Linked DNA regions of Mus musculus: region 1 is linked to region 2. The links are chromatin contacts, called in public Hi-C maps. All regions are on one chromosome and are shown on one strand. Each heading gives the region's core, a stretch centred on a gene start, on an enhancer-like site or on the middle of the called end of the contact. The rest is flanking DNA. Distances are from core to core; before and after follow the strand shown.

Region 1 (5,882 bases), core at 868-3,367, 180 kb before region 2:
TCGAAGAGCACTCCAAGTGGTCACATCTTGTCTCCAGTGTCCTTGACCTTCTATAGAAAGGACAAGACAGGAAGTGGAGGCCCCACCCTCGCAGTTTTGGGGGTGGAAACTGCTCCTTCGCACTAGGAAGTGACCTGCACCATGGAACCTCTCCTTGGCCGGGCTTCCCACTGGTGTGTACATCACCCAAAGTCCCTTGACTCCTGTCCCTTGTCTCTAATTGTTTGCTATCTTGAGCAGCTGCCAACCCCCAGAAAGCATGGCTTTTCACCAGGCAGGATCCCATGTGAACCAAATTTATGTCAGTAAGTGATGGTGAAGTTGTTGAGCTGCCCCACCTGGATTCCAAGCAGCGTAAAGAGTACTACGGGAGGATGAAGGCCATGCTGCCCAGTGGGATAGTGTGTTCAGGAGGGCAATGGAGACCACAGTGAGAAGAGGCTCTGGACTTCCTGAGCAAAAGCACCTCTGTCATGGGGAAGGCATATTTAGCCAGAGTTCAGATTCATAGGCAACAGAAGGGTGCCCATAAATGATGTGCTAAGACAACTTTGGAGTTTGGAAAACGGCATTGCTAAGATCCCTCGCTCAGTCACCCTGTGTGAGCACAAGCACGTGACATTTCTTCCTGACATGACAAATCCCTGAGGCAAGAAGGCTTATTCTGGCTCGCAGTCTGAAGGGACACAGGGCCTTTGTTGTGGTTAAGTCACTGCAGAAGGCATGGAAGGTATGGGTAATAGGGACAGGAAGCCAGCCGGTCACAACTGGCTGAGCCTAAACAGGAAGTGGTGCTGGGTTATAAACCTCAAGAGCCCGCCTCAGTGACTCATTTTCTCTAGCCAGGATCCACTTCCTAAAGGTTCCACAATATTCCCAAGTAACGTCCTCTCACGAGGAACAAATGTTCAAACACGTGAGCCTGGGGGACAGTTCACATCCAATCACAACAGCATCCCTCTCCCCAGCTCTGCTCCTCCATTTTATATACAGCATGTTTCTCTCCACTCAGGGGTTCAAGGCTCCCCGACAACACAGTTGGGCCGTGAGAGCAGAAAACCAAAGAGTAGATTTCAAGTTAGAACAGTCCATGGTAGCACATTGTTGGTAACATTTGCCAAGTAGAACTGAGGAGCCTCCAGGGAGGGAACACCCTTACCCCAGTGCCTCTCGCTGGAACCAAGTTCTGCAGAGGAGAACACTCTGTGCAGGGTTTCGCCTGCAGGCAAGTCACATCTTCCTGGCTTCTCACGTTTCCACCCAACAGCCTTTCCCTAAGAATGATTCATCCTTCGTGATCATATGCCAGAAAGATTTTACTGAAGGAACCCTGTTATAGCTGTCTCGTGTGAGGCTATGCCAGTGCCTGACAAATACAGAAGTGGATGCTCACAGTCTTCTATAGGATGGAACACAGGAAGCCCAATGGAGAAGCTAGAGAAAGCACCCAAGGAGCTGAAGGGGTCTGCAACCCTATAGGTGGAGCAACAATATGAACTAACCAGTAGCCCCAGAGCTCATATCTCTAGCTGCATATGTAGCAGAAGATGGCCTAGTCAGCCGTCACTGGGAAGAGAGGCCCCTTGGTATTGCAAACATTATAGGCCCATTCCCAGTACAGGGGAATGCCAGGGCCAAGAAGCAGGAGTGGGTGGGTAGGGGAGCAGGGCGGGGAGAGGGTATAGGGAACTTTCTGGATAGCATTTGAAATGTATATAAAGAAAATATCCAATAAAAGAATTTGGTTTGTAACTACAAAAAAAAAGATTCATCCTGTACTTCATCCAAAGGGGGGGGGGGGGACAGACACAAGAGCACGGAAGGGGCTCTGTGGACCCACTGTTACAAAGTGGGGCCCACCTGGACCTTCACCTGTACACTGGGGCAGGCTGCATCCTGGGAACCTATACTATGCAGCAGAAATAGGATTCCCTTCCTAGTTTTACAGGACCAGCAGAAATGACAGTTCCCACTCGGGAGCCAGCACTGCACGCTTGCCTCCTACCTGCTGCTGTTTATCTGCAGCCAGCCAGCAAGCTGCCAGCTCAGATGAGCAGGCTGCATGAGGACCAGGCAATTTCTCTTCTGGCACTAAAGGCAGAAAGGGAGGGGAGGAGCAGCCTAAGTGCTTTTGAGGCAGCACAAGCATGCCCGCGTGTGGTCAACGGCCCATGCTGTTAGCCACGGGAGAGACGTTTTGTACCAGCCTGTGCTCAGAATGGCTCAGCCCACTCCTGATCTGAGGACAATCTGGTCAGAGCACAAACCCTTGGTCTCTGTCGGTACCACTTCACTGGGAGTGGGCCCATCTTCCTCACAAATGGGGTTACTGCACTCTTCAGAGCCTGAGAGGAAAAGGAATGTTCTAGCTTGGGCTCCAGCTTCCTCTCCTCTCCCCAAAGCCCTGTAACCTCCCCCTCCTCTCTGTGCATGCATGTGTATGTATACTTGTGTATGTGCATGTATGTATGTATGTATGTATGTATGTGTGTGTGTGCCTGTGTACACGAGTCAATGATTACATGAATGTGTGCCCTTGTGTGTGCATGCACGGTCATGTGTGCAAGTGCCACGAGGCATATGGATGCCAGAGGACAACCTCCACTGTTAGCCCTCATCTTTCCCCTTGCCTGAGGCAGGGTCTCTTGGTATTTAGCACCATGGTAGCTGGCCTGACAGAGAGAGCTTCAGGGATTCTCCTGCCTCTCCTAGCTCGCCTGAGATGTGCTGCTCTTATAAATGCCAGCTACCACTACAAGGTTTTACATGGATTCTAAGGATCCAAACTTAGGTCCTTACACTCCAACTGTGTCCCCAGATCAAAGTCCTAATGGTACCTGTTTGCAAGAACGCACGTGAGTACACACACACACACACACACACACACACACACGGCCTTGACCTTGACCTAGGGCCCTTCCCCCTTGTGACCTTAGCACCTTCTTCTTTCACTGAGGGCTGCACCCAAGGCACCCTGTGCCTGCCTCTGCTCTCCTGTTTCCTCTGCTGCTCCCTTGCCTCTTACCTCACATCTGGATGGGAGGCTGGAGGCTTCCCAAAGATGCTCTGGGGCTCTTCCAGATGGGCAGTCTCCCAAATCCTTCATGTCCCCTGAATCTTTCTGATGTCATTCTTGCTCTTCGATGTCCTCTATCTGAGAGCAGGGTCTCTCTCCTCCCATCGCCTTGGCTCCCTGCCTAAGTAAGGAGTCACCAGTCGCCTAAGTCCCTGAAAACTCTAGTATCAACCTGAGTCTGTCTCCTGCATGCAGGGTAAACTTGGTGTGTGTCTTTTTCTAACAATCATTTTCTCTCCATGCAGTGGCTTGCTGCCACAAGAGCACCTTGGGGTTCCTCAGACCATTCTGTGATCCACCTGTTCATACATACCCTCTATTCCACCTCCATCTTACTACATCCCTCACATCTGCATGTTGATGTAGCCAAAGTAGCTTTGCATAGATGTGGGACCACTTAGCTTGCATTATGGGGGAAAGACTAGGTGTGTGTGGGGTGGGTGTATGTGTGTACGCACTCACGCACATATGTTCAGACGCACATGTGCATATCCTCACACAGCATACATATATGTGTAAACACACATGAATAAGTATATGGGAAAAGACACATAGAAACAGGGAAATAGAGATGGGAAACAGAGCTTGGTGAGGTCACTTCCCGTCCTCTAGTCCCGCCTTTCCTGAGGTAAGCAAGCAAGCTTTTATTCTTCCTCCAAGATTCTAAATTCAGACTGATATAAAACCCAAAAATGTTCTGAACAGCCTTAGGCACAGAAAAAAGTCCCAGCACTGAACAAACACATCCCCACGGGCACGCTCAGGAGAAAAGCAAGCAGCACGCAGCAGAACTGGGTTTGGCCTTGTGATGGCCTTGGATAGTCACTCTCACAGTCTACCTGCAATGCATGCTGAGAGGAAGAAAAGAGAGGCATGAGGGAACTTGTCAGAAAAGCAAGTGTGACCTCAAAGGTGCTTATTTAGCCACCCCCACCTTCCATCCCTCCCCTGGATAGCTGTCCCGAGTCATAAGAGGTTCCTGGCTAGGGGTGAAGCAAGGAGGGGAAGAGTCAGGTCCACAATGGTGAAAAGACCATTCTCTATTTGACTTATTCCCTGAGAGTATATCATGTCCCCTCAGAAGAGAGTCCCCACAGAGCATCCTCTTGATGACCCTGGCACCCTACAGACTTGATTCCACTATGCTAGACACAGACTCTTTACCCATCTAGGACGCTGCTCAGCAGGATGCTAAGAATATAGGTTTTCTTGTCTTTCCATGCGCTCAGAACGCTTAGCCCTGGGAAAACCCAACAAGTCAGTCATCCAAGGTGATAACTGCACAAATAAGTCAGTCTTCAGGACAGAGCTTCAACAGTGTTGGGGAGACGTTCCGTGGGTAGCTCTGAGGGGGCTGGGGAGAGGCGCGGGGGTAAGGTCCTTACAGTGCACATATAACCATCTGATCTTGGATCCCCGCACCCACATAAAGAGCCACGTCTGGTTGGTGCATGCCTGGAACCCCAGTACTGGGTAGGGGCTCAGAGATAAGTGATCCTTGGCGGCTCACTGCTCAGTCCAGTCTACCAGAAATCAGCATGTGACGTTCAGCAAGAGATCCTGTCTCAGTAAATAATGTGAGTGCTTACTGAGAAATGACAGCTGACATTTACCTCTGGCCTCCACAGATGCGCCTACCTCAACGTGCAGCCTGTATAGCTCATAAAGACACAGACTTAGACATGAGCAATAAAAGTTTAAAAACAGGGAGCTTTAAAAAGTGAACTGTGCCCCTGGAGAACTTTCTAGATTTCTCCTCCAGGAGAAACAACTGGAAAGATGCCGAGTGGGCCGCTCCCTGAGACCTACAGATGGCTGCATTCCAGACCACGAAGCAGAAGGCTGCTCCGTCCTTCTTGGAACACTTCAGATAACACAGAACTCAGCTAGAGGTCTGAGCCTCAGCTGCAGGAAAACAAGTTCATTGTTTTCTCAAGGACTGGTGCACTTCGATTTCTGATGGGGTTGTGTCCCCATAACTAGAGAACATCGTCGAAGCAGGCACAGAGCAGTAGAGCATCAGTGTCCCCCCCCCCGGGGGTGGGGGGAGGAGCAGGGCTATTGGAGCCTACAAGAAGCTACAGCCTACAGCCTACTCTCTCTGACCAGCATCTTACATAAAAAATGGTCATATAGGACATCACTATCCCTGAAAACACAAACATTTAAAACCCGAGGTATGGTTTCTTCTGATTGCCTATAGTTTCTTTAAACGATCATGAAATCAAACAAACAAACAAAAAAAAAAGATAACTTTCTCAAACCACCGTATGCCAGGAACCACGTGCATTAACTGGTCCCTTGACAGCAGCGGGCTGTAGAGTATGGAACTAGGCAAGGGCAAAGAGCAAATACTCTGTAGCCAAAAAGACAGTACTAAGAACATGTGTGAGATCAGACAGTACAAACACTTCAGGAGAGGCCACGAGGAGAGAGATTTAGCTAGAAAAGTATTTATTAGGATTGACCAAAGGGCTGAGGCAAAATAAGATACAAGGAGGGCTCCTCGATTCCTATGTGCGGAACTAGACACACAAGACACCATCCACTGCAGGAGAGGCTATGGAGGAATGGGAGGCCAAAGGACAGACAGGTCATGTCTTGGTTTCTAGAACTGAGAGGGGGCCTTCAAGATAACTACGATATGACTCTAAGCCAGCCAGCCATGAGCTATACAAATTTCAAGCTCTGAAGATTATGTCAATATGATGACATATATATATGCACACACACACACACACACACACACACACACACACACACATATATATATATGCAAATCAGTGGTGTGTGGAGCTGAAAGGAC
Region 2 (5,838 bases), core at 2,506-5,005:
TACACAGTGAGACCTTCTTTTTAAGAGAAATGGGGAAAGGGAGATTCTCTTCTATATCTTTTCCAAGTGCTACAGGCAATGGTACCGTACTGTGTCGGTGCTGTGGGGACTAGGTAGGGTGTTTTGTTTTGTTTTTAACCAACAATAAGGAACCAACACTGAATGCTCTCAATTTCATCTCTTTAAGGCAGAGGAGAAAACATACAAGGCAGAAACTCTCCCTGCAGGGCAATCGCTTCAGGCACCACGTACCTAAGTCACCAGATACAGCTGATGTGGGTGGGATGAGGGTGCAAGGGGGCCCTCCACTGATAAAGAGAGCAGAGATCAGGGAGTATGTGCAAATATGCAAGCGGCAAAGATAGAAAGCAAGGAGCCCCGTGATCCTCGGAAGTGGTCAGTGGCGTGCACAAAGAGAGCGGGAGGAGGGAGAGCCACTGGGCACCAGCATCCGCAGCAGGGCAGCGGAAAAGAAGAAGCCTGTCCAGATGAGACTGGAGGAAGGGACGCCACATTTGGGACCAGAACAGTGCTGAGGTCACGAGAGAACAAGACAACTTAACATCTATGCATATATGGGCATGCGTGTGTAATATGTAAGTCAGAAATGGAGAAAAATTAGCATGATGGGGGTATGACAACAATGAGAATAATCGTTAACCTCAGAGATAATTTCTGCAAGTCACAGTCTTCCAAGCCAGAAACTATGGTGACAATTCTTTTATTCTGCTCTAAGTCTCCCAAGTTTTCTTACTTTTATGTTTCTTTTGTTTCTTATTTCTCTTATCCAAAAGGCAATAGAACAAAAGAGCTATGGATGAGAAGGGAGGCATCCCCCTCCTATCATCTCCTCCTCCCAGAAGAAACTACTGCAGTTCCTGGAATGCAGGGCTTTCTACAAGTGTGATTCTCACATCTCAGCTCGCAAGCCTGATGGTTGTGACACCCACGGCTTCCACATTGAAAAGCAAAGGTTTCCTTGACTCAACACTTTCCCCTCCCTGGAGGCGGGCATTGAGCTCTGGGTTCAGTGAGAGGTCCTCACTCAAAAATAAATAAAAATAAAATAAAGACATAAATACATGTGTGTATGTGTGTATGTGTTGTGTATATGTACATAACACACACACACTCACGCATGCACAAATATGCTCATGTGCACATACCAAACGTGATTTCTATTTCTTTTCTCATTGACTTCTGAAGCAATTCTTATGTCCATCTTCACAGCAATGGTTGGCTCTCAACCTTCCTAATGCTGCGACCCTTTAATAACCGTCCCTCCTGTTGTGGTGAAGCCCAACCATAAAAATTATTCTGTTGTCACCTCATAACTGTAACTTTGTTACTGTTGTGAATCTTAATGTAAATCTTTCTGGAGACACAGGGTGGTCAGAAGAGTCGTGGCCCACAGGTTGAGAGCCACTGCCTTAGAGGACCACGCTAGTGAGGCTGCGTTCCCATTCAACACTCACACCTGTATCATTTGCCGTTTACTGCTTTAGTGACGAATCAGCCACATCTCTCCCTAAGATTTCAAGCGAGGGCCTTGTGTGCCCTTGTGAGCTGTTCAGAAGGGGCTTCCTCCATACAGATGAGTACCACGCACTGCAGACCAGAAGTGACCTTGTGAGTGTCGGATCGAACCATCCTCTCGTCATTGTCACTCCTCTCACCTCGATCCCTGCTCATCCTTCTGCCTGGGGCCTGACTGGCTTGCCCCATTTCACGATTATCTTCTCCCTACTAGCCCATGACCTATGCCCTGACTCTGGCCTCAACATAAGTCCAGACCTAAGTCACAGTTCATCTCCTGTGGGTTCCTTCTTAGCCCTCTTTCCCATCATCCAGCATCCTTTAGAGTTCACTCAACTGAGGTGCTAGCTACCTTTCTCTTTGCCGGGACAAAGTATTTGGCAAAACAACTTAAGAACTGAAAGGTTGATAGTCACTCATCATCTGGGGTACAGCCTGCCCTGGCAGGAGGAAGAGCAGTTGTGGGTCACTTAATAATGAGGACATACTCTGCAGATGTGTCCTGGTACAAATGACAGTAGATGTGACAATGAAGATGACCGTACTACAATGATTTTATGTATCTAAAAAAAAAAAAAATCACAAAGGTAACTAAAAATGCCCAAGCTATGAGAGTTTCCACGACCGTCTCACAAAGCCTCCATCTATAGATAGCCTGTCTTTGAGCAGAAAGACATTGGGCACCTCGTGACTGTAGCCTTGACTGAACTCCCAGAAGCGCTGGTCTCTGAGTCAGCCATGATACATCCCCACCATCTTCTCCAGTGAATCCCTCCAACATGCCGAGGGCTGACATCCTGGGACATAGTGAGAATGCAGCTTGCAACAACAAAGCTGAGACACACTCTTGGGGACAAGAAGCTCTAACTCATGGGGCTGGATTAAGGAGCACCTGGCAGGCACAGTAGTGCACGACTGTAGTGGGCAACAGAATGTAGATCCTACACTACCTGTCTTAGCCTCCCAGCAGCTCTGAGGCTGGAAGGGCCTGTAGACTTTCTCCTGTAAGGAAAAACCCTATACCCCTGGCTTCATCGGTACCAGGTGTGTCCACCAAGGAAGGCATGCCATTAGCTCCACAATTTTGGCCCTAGAAAGGAACACCAGAAAGTCATCTGCAGAGCATCCCCAGCGGCTGGCTTGTGGGTCCTTCTTAGAAGGAGGCTTGAGTTGAGGACCTAGCCCAACATGACGTTTAGAAAGTACATGCCATCTTCATAGGTGCAGCATCCATCACTGATCAGATGCGTTCTGGGCACCCTAAATCCTAATCATTTACCAAGGACACTTGCACACGCCCATAATAAAGGTTACCCAGAGGAGAGGCATTTTCCATCCATTTCCATGAGTGGAGGAGAAATTGCAGGGGAAGCAGATACGATATTGCTGGTGGAAGAGCTTGGGAGGGGTCCTAAGTATGTAATCTACCAATTCTAACACATTCCTCGCATGTCACTGGGCCAGGCTCTGTCTGTCTGCACTGACTTTGTCACCACCCATGGGGTGTGGATGCTGGGAGGTGACCCCCACTGGGGCTTCAGGTGTGGATGCTGAGCCGACCCTGGGTAGAGATGGTCAGAGATGAATATGGGAGACAATACCAGGTCACAGTGGGAAGGAGATAAAGCATTCTTGTGGCTCGTGTGCATCTTGATGACTCTACACTACATCTTGCTTCCCTGCAAATCAAGAGCTGGATCGCTGTACTGCACAGATGGAAAGTTCCTCCTTCTCACTGGCTAGAGTCTGTTCCTTCTGCTTCCTGGACTTGATACAAGGCTCATCTGTGGGATAACCCCAAAGGAGGCAGGGCTGAGTATCCTAGCATATACCTTGCAGACATGGGGACTCAGAGGAAATTCCCATGTTCCCCCATGCAGAATCTCTCCATGAGCAAGCACAGGCTGAAGGAAAGAGGAAAAAGGACAGATGGTTCTGAACTTCAGAGTGAAACCTGCCACAGATGGCAAGGTCCCACCTGCCCTGGGAAGTCATATCAGAGAATGAGGCTTCAGGTACACGGAAGAAGAGTGCATTTATACACCATAGTGACTGTATTGAGGATGTTAAAAAAAAAAAAAGAGCTTTAGTCCTATGACCAACAAGAATATGTAGCCAGTACTCAGAGAGCAGGGCCAGACTCTCAGCCATCCCTTACACTGAGAGCTCCCGGCCCCTCCCTCCCCAGCCCGCAGCTGTAGATTCACAGAGCCACCCACTGAGCTCAGATCAGCTCCTGGAGAAGTCTATTTGGTACCAGCCAACTCTTCCAGCCCCACATCCCTGAGGGAGAAGCAGGTGCTGACTGCCCTGCCTAATCTAAGTTCAGATGGAGTGTGCAGAACAGAATGTCAGCCTTTTGCCTGTGTGGAGGCCCCAGGGCACGTGGATCTGGCCTCCATCAACAGGCACAGAAAATCTGCCTCTGGCGCTCTCGGGACACCACCCTGTTCCTGCCAAAAACATTACCAGGGCTGCTGAGGTCCACAGGAGACAGACTGCCCAGGCAGACTGTGTCTCCCAGCTTTCTTGGGCTCTGTCCAGCTGCCAAGAGAGACACGGTGCCCAAAGGAGAACGAAACATGTTGCCCAAAGTTCTGCACTATGCAATGGCACTGAAAGACTGTCAAGCTGAAACTAAAATAAGATAAAACATGTAGCTTTTCTTTTCAAAAGCAAGCTACTAGAAACACTGAAGGCTGTGGGGTTTTGTTTTGTTTGTTTGTTTTGTTTGTTTGTTTTGTTTTGTTTTGTTTTTTTGCAATCCCACGGGCAACAGGCACTCAGGCCCTTCACTTTCCCCACCAACAATGCCAGGAAATCAACTTGCCCAGCCTGAAGACTGGCGCTGCTTTCCTTTACAAATTAAGAGCTGATGCTCTTCTGAGAGGCAGCCCTGTTCCCCATCAGCTTCCTGGTGTACACTGCTGGTTTTCCCTGCAGTGGCCTACTGGTCTGCCAATGTCCCTGGCTTCATTTTAACTTCTTGTGAGAATGTGCCAAGGCACCTGCAAGCCTTTTGGGAAAAAAAAGGGGGGGGGTGTAAAAAAAGAAAAAAGAAAAAAAAAGTAAGGAGAAGCTGACAAATAAGCAGGCAGAGTTTAGCATTTGCATCTGGCAATCTAAGAGGCCAGTCTGGGAGCTAGAACTGTCTGCACAAGGACTGACAAACAGGCTGACCGCGTCCATAGGGCCAGACAGAGAGGCATGAAGCATCTTTGAAGAGGATGAATGATAGCTTAGAGTATCAGGTGTGTTAGATACGAGTCCCAGTAGAAGAAGTCACCCCCAAACCTACGCATCTTCAAACCAACCTCACTCAAGTTCGTGTTTTCAGGAGGCTTGGCTGTGGTCCGGGGCTCTGTGCAGTGTGATCAGTAGCAGCTGGAACTTTGGGGAATTAGGAAGGTATCACCTCGTTCAGCCTCAGTCCCAGAGTGCTGTCCTTTCCCCCTCTGGCTACTTTTCAATCCCACCACAGGCTAGCTTGTGTGTCCTCAACAAGATGGCAGCCAGTGGCCACAGGACACATTGTGTGTCAGCTCGGAAGTCGGGCAACATACCTGCCAGCTACCAATGAAGATCCTGCAGGAGGCAGGAGCCTTCCCTTCTATGAGATACCATGTACCTATGAGGACTGAAAGTGGCCCGGTGTTCTGGGGGAAAGGAGACAGCCTTCCCAACTCAGAGGGGTGGAGGGCAAAGATCATGGAAGGTGGAGGCTTTAAAACTGCTATCCCAAGTCAGCACGCTCCAGCCATTGCTGGAAGAGAAAGATGCACATGGTGGACTAAGCTCATCTGCTGTGGTCCAGGGCAGCAGAGCATGCCTGCATAGAGACGCAGCTCAGGAGCAGAAGTGTACATCTATCTTTGTGGGGACACTGTCTCATGAGCATTGTGCCACACAGATCCTCCCAAGCCTTGCCAGCCTGACTCATCCAGCCAAGCATATTCCAGGTTGCTGGCTGGAAACACTTCGGCCCAGAGAAAGGGGCTTTTACGGGTGGTGCCCTAGCCTGCCAGGAGCACCTTGGGTCCGGTTTTCCTGGAACAATGGGGGATATACTACAGTCTAATTAGTCTCTGGCTGGGAGACTAAGAGGACACAATATGTGCTTTCCTGTTTGGAAAACTGAAAACAAGTTTTAAAGAATAGATGCTGAGTTCCTACTGAGCCCATTCTTTGTACTAATATGGCTGCGACCCTTGGGTGCTGCCTGGGTTTCAAGGACCAAGTTGCTTGGAGGACAAAGGTGAGTGAGTAGATTTGGTCAACAGCTGAGGTGCTTGAGAAAACAGC

Evidence for each region. A called contact is a pair of places that touch in the nucleus more often than the background predicts.
Region 1: a Hi-C map of cerebral cortex shows a contact between it and region 2, with 3 times the contacts expected there. The contact joins two enhancer-like sites. A contact is called at or near these places in 4 of 484 Hi-C or Micro-C datasets (bone marrow-derived macrophages, brown adipocytes, cerebral cortex and 1 more), 3 of 115 datasets of contacts at active chromatin or transcription factors (embryonic stem cells, large pre-B cells and pancreatic cancer cells) and 3 of 9 other capture datasets (embryonic stem cells, embryonic tail and embryonic trunk).

The regions. Positions count from the first base shown.
Region 1 is chr13:52,109,961-52,115,842 of GRCm38.p6, reverse strand. The region is part of intron 3 of 4921525O09Rik (RIKEN cDNA 4921525O09 gene); the gene reads right to left. Among named protein-coding and RNA genes, the nearest start is that of 4921525O09Rik, 16 kb to the right of the region's middle. Within about 2 kb of position 2,117, at least 37 of the 459 cell types and tissues checked have an H3K27ac peak or open chromatin away from gene starts, as enhancers often do. A contact at or near this core is called in cerebral cortex, where this site is marked.
Region 2 is chr13:51,928,563-51,934,400 of GRCm38.p6, reverse strand. No RefSeq gene overlaps it. Among named protein-coding and RNA genes, the nearest start is that of Gadd45g, 85 kb to the right of the region's middle. Within about 2 kb of position 3,755, at least 43 of the 459 cell types and tissues checked have an H3K27ac peak or open chromatin away from gene starts, as enhancers often do. A contact at or near this core is called in cerebral cortex, where this site is marked.